Linked DNA regions of Sus scrofa: region 1 is linked to region 2. The links are chromatin contacts, called in public promoter capture Hi-C maps. All regions are on one chromosome and are shown on one strand. Each heading gives the region's core, a stretch centred on a gene start, on an enhancer-like site or on the middle of the called end of the contact. The rest is flanking DNA. Distances are from core to core; before and after follow the strand shown.

What was found. Promoter capture Hi-C pulls out the DNA fragments that hold promoters and counts their contacts.
Region 1: a promoter capture Hi-C map of liver shows a contact between it and region 2, with 7 times the contacts expected there. The contact joins the promoter of CYP4F2 here to the promoter of AP1M1 in region 2.

What each region holds. Positions count from the first base shown.
Region 1 is chr2:61,757,855-61,761,743 of Sscrofa11.1, reverse strand. It overlaps CYP4F2 (docosahexaenoic acid omega-hydroxylase CYP4F3), which reads left to right and starts at 1,773. Exons shown (of 13, transcript XM_003123434.4): 1 at 1,773-1,917; 2 at 2,255-2,453. The coding sequence starts at 2,256.
Region 2 is chr2:61,384,716-61,388,216 of Sscrofa11.1, reverse strand. It overlaps AP1M1 (adaptor related protein complex 1 mu 1 subunit), which reads left to right and starts at 2,111. Exons shown (of 12, transcript NM_001243917.1): 1 at 2,111-2,283. The coding sequence starts at 2,242. CIB3 (calcium and integrin-binding family member 3) reads right to left here and starts at 2,028. Exons shown (of 5, transcript XM_021083597.1): 1 at 1,843-2,028. The coding sequence starts at 1,898.

The DNA of each region.
Region 1 (3,889 bases), core at 524-3,023, 370 kb before region 2:
TGGGAAGTGCCCAAGGCTGGTGACTCACAGTGACCACTACCATGGGTCTTACACAGGCTTGCCTGTTGCCTCGCTCTGGATGGGAGTGGAAAGGACCCAGGAAAAGGAGCAGGGTGGTAAATGGCTCCTCTCCTTCCAACACTGGCTGGAGACCTCCCATAAGCCAGGCTTGGGTGATTTGGCAGCTGAGATAGTCCTTGTTTGCTGAAAAACCATTGGGGATGCTCCTGAACATCCCCAAAGATGAACAAAAGGTCCCCACCTGAGGCTTCTTGCCTCCAGTGCTGGCTCCCATTCTTTTTCTACCACCTGACCCAGGAATCAGAGGAGCCAGGCCCTTTTAATTGCAGGTCCAGATCCTGCCCTTCTGATTGCAGCAGAGACCTGTGGGGAATTGAGTATTGGTCATGGTTACTGAAAATTCCACATCTGCTTATAGATTCCATATGGGGCCAGAATTTACTGCTCTGGCTGGCCTTCCAAAGGATTAGTTTCATGATCTCACATGCTAGCCAAAGGGTTTTTTTTTTCCCTTTCTTTTTACTGCCATGCTTATGGCATATGGAAGTTCCCAGGTCAGGGTTTGAATCAGATCTTCTGCATGCTTATACCAGCCACACCAATATAAGACCCAAATTGAATCTGCAAACTACAGCACAACTAACAGCAATGCTGGATCCTTAACTCACTAAGAGAGGCCAGGGATCGAACTGGCATCCTCACAGAGACCACCTCAGGAAATCCATATGCTAGTAGAAGAGTTGAAGAAAAAAACACACTTGCCTTTTTGTGCAGCTTGTGTTCCACTCAGTTCCTGCTCTTGGCAAGTGTCTTCCTCCCATTCCACCACAACAGGAACTCCTAGATGCACTTTATGTAGCACACCTGGAGCATAGTAGGTACATTTCTGTATAGCAGCATAGTACGGTTGCTTTTGAGATACCCAGCACACACTAGACACTAATTACTCATGGTTTTCTGCACAGCGTAGGTTTACTTTGTTCAGTGTACTGGCACACAGTAGCACACATATTTTTGCCAGCCCCTTTCTTTCACTCTCTTGATGTGCCCCATCTTCCTGTGGAATCCTCCTCTGTCCCTGTGTCAGGGTCTCATCCAAGATCCCATTTCCCAGATGGGAAGGCTGATCCCAGAGAGGGTCAGCACAGCCCATAGTCATAGGGAAGATGGGGCAGTACTCCACTCAGGATCTCCCAGCTCTGCCCTCCCCTGTTGGAGCCTGTGCTCTCTTGGCCTCTCCCAACCTTACCACTCATGGCTTCAGGTGCCCTCTTCTGACTGCGCCCTTAACCCCTGAATCTGCTGTGGTAATCCCCAGCCAAGCTGGTTTCTCTGTTCCTGCTCCCAGCAGTCTTATCTCAACCCAAGGTCTGGGTTGCTTGGAGGCAGGACTTGAACTCCTGCCAGGGTGTGTGCCCTGGAGGCCAGAGGTTGCTTGCTTCTGGGCTTCCTGATTCTGTGCCAAGAAATGGTGCATGCTGCCCTTCTGGCCCACACATGGAGAGAGGCATGGAGATGTTTTGGGACACAGTTGGCACCTGAACATTCATATTTTACCTGCTGCATCCTGGCCTTGGAAGGGCAGGGGTGGCTATAAACTTTGGGTTCCAGAGTCACCTTTGCCTTCAGCCCAAAAAGCTTCTCACTGCTCACGGGAGGTGCTAAATCTGAGGAGCCAGCACCTGTACCATGTGACTCAGCTGTTTCATCTCTGGAGCTAGGGGCCTCGGTTTCTAAGTCTTGGGCAGATGCCAGTTGGGGAGGAGGTAGCTAGGTGTGCAGGGATTGGCTGAGCCACTCAAGCCCCACCTCTGCCAGTTCAGAGATAAGGACAGGAAAGAAGACTCCCTAGGAAGAGGACAGAAGTTTCGGGGGATTAAGTGCTCCAGACAGAAGGTGCAGTACTGGTGTCGGCAGGGCTGAGGGTTCTGCTCCAAGGTTGAGAGGGGCCCACGGCAAATGTCCACTGATTCTGTGCTGGCATTTCTTCATTCTCTTCTCTCTTGCCCTCTCCCTAACTCTCTCTCTTCTTCTACCTCTGGGTATTCTTGGGTCTCTCTCCTCTCTGAGCCCCTGTCTGCCTATCTCTGAGCCCTTTCTTCCTTAGCACTCACCATTCCCTCCCCCTCTTCTTCTTGTTCCTCTCCCTCTACTTATTTCTGCCTCAGAGCTCACCATCACTGTCCCTTTGCTCAGTATCAGGGGCTAACTTTCCACCCTGTCTGCCCTGTAGGATGCTGCAGCTGAGCCTATCCTGGCTGGGACTGGGGCCAGTGGAAGCCTCACCATGGCTACTCCTGCTCCTGGTTGGGGCTTCCTGGCTCCTGGCCCGAGTCCTGGTCTGGACCTGCACCTCCCTTGACAATGTTCGCCGCCTCCGAGGTTTCCCGCAGCCTCCAAAACCGAACTGGCTCTTGGGTCACATGGGCCAGGTGAGTGTGGGGAGCAGGTGGGTCTGTGGAATCAGGGTGACTGGACTTCAGGAGTGGAGCTCAGGGGGTGGGCTGGAGTCTGGAACAGCAGAGAATGAGGGAGGCCAAGGAGCCTCCTCTTTCCTCATTCATTCCTCTGATCTGCCATCCCAGGCCTTTCTCATATCCTTTCCTTTCACCCCTAGACTGCTTTGTGGTCCATTTCCTGCTTATTCCACACATTAGCACATATCTGAGGCCAGGCTGCACAGAGTTTGGTCCCCTGGTGTCTATGATGGCCTTGAGTTCTCCTCATGGGGGTGCTGTCCAGGATCTGCCCTGAAAATGCCCATTTCCTTGTGTCACCTCATTCTGTGTTACAGCTTCTCCACAGGATTTAGCTACCTGTCTACAGGTACAGCTACCAACCTCCTCCCTTCCTGAGACCTCTTGCTCTTCTCTTACTCCCCTCCCTCCCCACCCCAAGATGTCCGATGGGCCCATTCCTTAATCTGGATAAAGCTGGCCACTCACTTCCCCTTTCAGAAGCCTTCTTAGACCTCCCACCCCCCCCCCACCGGCTTGACATTTTACTTGGCCCTGCTCATGATTAATTAAACAGTAATTATCCAGAGGCTTATTAACCATCTCTCCCATTCTGGGGAGCAGATAGTACAGTGCCCAGTCCAGGGCTGGCATACATTAAGCACGCAAAATACATATTTCATGACCCGTGATTAACTTGCCATCACCTCCCTCAGGCAAGGTCAAAGGGATGGGTATCCAGCTCCTCCCATCTCCAAGCACTTCTGAGAGAGGAGCATAGCTTTCCTTTCCTGTCTGGGAGGGGAACAACAACTTGGGGGAGGGTTTACTATTTATTATGGAAAAGTTCAGAACAGGGGCATTCTGAAGCTCACTATGAAGATTTCCTGAGATTCTGGGTCTTGAAATGGCCCCAGTGAGTCTTGTAGGTAGCAGGAAAAGATGGAGGTCATGGGTCATGGGTGTGAGGGCTGGTTTCATCACTTTTCCTTCCTCCAGCCCCTCATGCTGTGTGACCTTGACTGACCCACTTTCCTTCTCTGGACCATTCTCAACTGCTTTGAATCCACACTTCAGGGTCCTTGGGGAGATGAGAGCAAGTCATAAAGGTGAATTTGACTTATGATCACCTGCCTAGAGTACCTGGAAGTATTTGTCAGGCTTGGAGAATCCTGATGGAGAGAATACTTCATCAGGATATGACTGCCCTTTTTCAAATTTTGGGGGACATGGCCCCAGTTTCTTCATCTGTAAATGCACAATTAAGCAGCACTTCCATAGGTTGCAGAGAGGTAGATAGAGAGGATGCATTTGCATAGACCCTGGCCAGCAGAGGGTGGTCATGGGTCAGACTTGCTGTACTGATTGATGGGTATTGTTCTGGATGTCCCTTGGGGACTGGAAGGTCTCAG
Region 2 (3,501 bases), core at 862-3,361:
GGCCATCACTGTTTCAGTCTACCACAATGGTCCTCAAAATATGTACGTTGGACTCTCCTGGGGTGCATTAATTACTGGGGCTGCCTGGGGTTGGGGTTCCATCACGGAGATTTTTCAGAGCTCCCCAAGTGACCCCACTGCACAGCAAAGTTTGAGAAGCACTGTCTACCACAGTAAATATGGTCTTTTCTGAGATGTTGCACAGGACAAATCTGGCTTATACATTAAATACAAAGGATGAAATTCAGATGTGATTCAAATTCCTCCACATGCACTGAAAAGGAAGTTACAAGTAATTTTTGTGTTGCGTGTTTATTGTGACAGTATTGGCATGTTGGAGTTTTTGTTTCCTCGAAAGACTTGTCCTCCCAGCTCCATCCTTGCCTTGATACTGCATTATACTGTATCTAAAATGCCCAGAGCAGGGACATAGTTTTTTGAGGGCATTAGTCCACTGTGGTCCCCTTTGCCTGGCAAAGCAATAGAGCTATTCTTTTTCTTTTTTCTTTTTTTTTTTGGGGGGGGGGGGAAGAATTTTTATTTACTTTTTGGCCATGCCCTTGGCATGTGGAAGTTCCCAGGCCAGGGATCAAACCCAAGCCACAGCAGTGACAATGCCAGATCCTTAACATGTTGTGCCACAAGGGAACTCCCAAAAGCTATTCTTTTCTATTTCACCCAAAACTCTGTCTCTGAGATTCACTTCTGCCTTGGTGCACAGAGGCCAAATATCAGCGTCGCTTACTTTTAAGTCAGTTAAAGAGAACTCATTTACAAGTTAATTTTTACATAAAGCAGAACCAGAGATGTCAGTGTTTCCACTTGAGTGGAAAAGCCCTTCTCCTTCCCCCCTCTTCCTTTTTTTTCCTTCAGTCTCAGGAGCTAAAATAAAGATGGTCTAGATAAGGTAAGTGCTCCTGAGAGCCATTGTAGAACATTTACATCTCACAGAGAGAAAAAAATAATAAAATGCCCAGAGCAAGTCTGAAAGGAAATCCTCCATAATGAGAGGGGTTACCGCTCCCATGTGGATTTCTTTATACTTTTTGGCATTTCCTGATTTCTTCAGTGCAATGTACAGTTTTGTAATTTAAGAAAAAAAAAGACACTTTTTTCCTAAAAACATAATTTGGGCAGAGTGAGGCTAGGTATAATCAGATTGCTTAAGAGACGGTGTCAAAAAGCTTCTCAGCTGCTTTATGCCCAGGATTCACTGGTAATCTTTAAAGGTTCTAGTTTTCTTCTCTGGATTTTCTTGCACTTACATCTCTACCTTAAGTAGAAGGTATATAACCACAAAGTTGCAAAAACTAACTCTCAAAACCCAAAATGGAGGCAGTAAGGAAGATAAAAGTAAGAGGCAGGCAGCCGGGGTAAATGGTTCTGATAGTGCAGGGCCTGGGGCCCAGGGCATTGTGATGGTTCACTGGGACAGAATGCAGCATTTCTCCAAAGGCCGAGTATTCATAAAAGCAAACAAGGTATAATTCAATTAGATGAATCAGGAGTCACAATTTGCATTACTCACAGTGACCACTACCTACAGAAATAAATCACCTTTTTGCCTAGGTTCAGTGAGGCGTGGTTTTCAGATCATTTCAGGCAATAAACTGCACGCTTGTTTACCAAATGTTAGCACTGACAGGTGACAGGAACTTACTGTTGATGAGGCTCGATTGCCATTCAGAGAGTTTGAGTTCTTTCCAAGTAACCACCACCTTATCCCTCCTTATAAAGTGTATCACAATTGGTGTCTATGTATTTGTTCCCCAGCCTTCCCCACCAAACTATGAGTTCCACATGGCTGGGCCCTCGGTGGGTTCCACCACCAGGATCTCTCACCTAGTTTGGCCCACCAAGTGGGATTTTCCAGCGACATGAGTTTTCCCAGCTGCCATTCGCCGTCCAACCAGGCAGCTAGAGAGTTGCTCTTCCGCCGTCCGCCCGGCTTGGCCCCGCCCCTCCCCGCCCCTCCCCGCCCCTCCCCTAAGAGCTTACTTCCGGGATACTTGAGGGAGGAGCGGAAAATAAGGCCTTATCGGGAATATTGCGCCTGCGCACATGGCGCCTTGCGCCTGCGCTTTGGCAGCGCGTCCACGGCCAGACCTAACGGTCCGCGCGCTACTCCCCGGGCCGGAAGTGGAGAGGAACTGTCTCGGGTGCGCCCGGCCTGGCTCACCGCCTGGCAGTCACCGCTGTCGCCGCCGCCTTCGGCCAGTGCCGAGGGTTTTTGCAGCCGCCATGTCCGCCAGTGCCGTCTACGTGCTGGACCTGAAGGGCAAGGTACTGATGGCTCCCCACCCTCGGTGTTGCCAGGCAACTGGCCGGGGCCTCGCCCCTGGGGACCCACCCTGTTGCTAGGTAGCCGGCCAATGGGAGCCTCCCTGGTCTTTGAAGCTTTGGCCTCACCTGAGGGCTCTACCCTGTTGGTAGGTAACCGAGAAGGTGTCTTCTGTCTGTGAGTCCTGCCTTGTTGCTAGGTAACGCGGTGGGCTGCGGCCGTTGCAAGGTAAACGCGTGCACGACCCCCATCCTCACCTCTGTGGGCAATGAGCTCCGGCCTCCGTGGGGGTCCCGGGGAACCCGAGGCCGCTAGGAGCGCGGGCCGCTGCCGGCATGTAAGCCAGGCCTGACGCCGCGGGGCTGGGCGACCCTTGACCGGAGGTGGTGAGGCGTGGCGGGGACACTGTGCCCTCAGGCCAGTCCCGCTCTCCGAGAGCTCGGAAGCTTCTGTTTATCCAGCGACTTTTCTGTAGCAGTCCTTGTAGGGGTTTCTTAACATTCATTGTAACATTGAGTTATAAGGGTTAGGTGAGGTGGGTGGTGGGAATGCTGTTTTACAGAGGGAGAAACTGAGGCACAGAGAGGAAATGCAACCTGCCTAAGGTCACACTGGTCAGTCACAGAGAAGTGGCAGGTCTGGGAGTGGAACCCAGAATCATTTGTTCATTCAGCTGGTATTTGGGGAATATCTACGAAGTGCTGGGCAGGGTGCTAACCTTTGGGTTGCCTTTGGAGAGCAAAATCAGAGTCTGTCCCTGTCCTTCTGGAGCTCACAATCTGATGGGCGAGAGGGACACTGATCTCAAAAAGCACAAATAAATATAAGTTGTGGAGCAGTGAGGATGTAATAGGAAAGTCCACCTCCGCTGGGGGTCAGGGAGGGCTTCCCAGGGGGAGTGACAAACCCAGCTGAGACATGATGGAGGAATTGGACATAACTAGAACCTCGGTGCTTTTCCCAGGGGTTTCAGGGAAAAGTTCTTAAAGGAGGGATTGCAAAGCTTTCAGAGGAGGCCTACTGTCTTCCCCCCAAGTCCATTCCTTCTAGAAGGCAACTGGCCTCTTTCATTGGGGAATAATAAGAAAAGACAGGACTAACAACATTAAAACAGGCCCCTCATGGATGAGTTAGTGGGTGCCAGGCCTAGGCGGAGGGAACAGGAGTAGCGCAGAAGCAGTAGGGAGTGAAGAGGTAAAGTGACTGTCCCTTGCCACCCC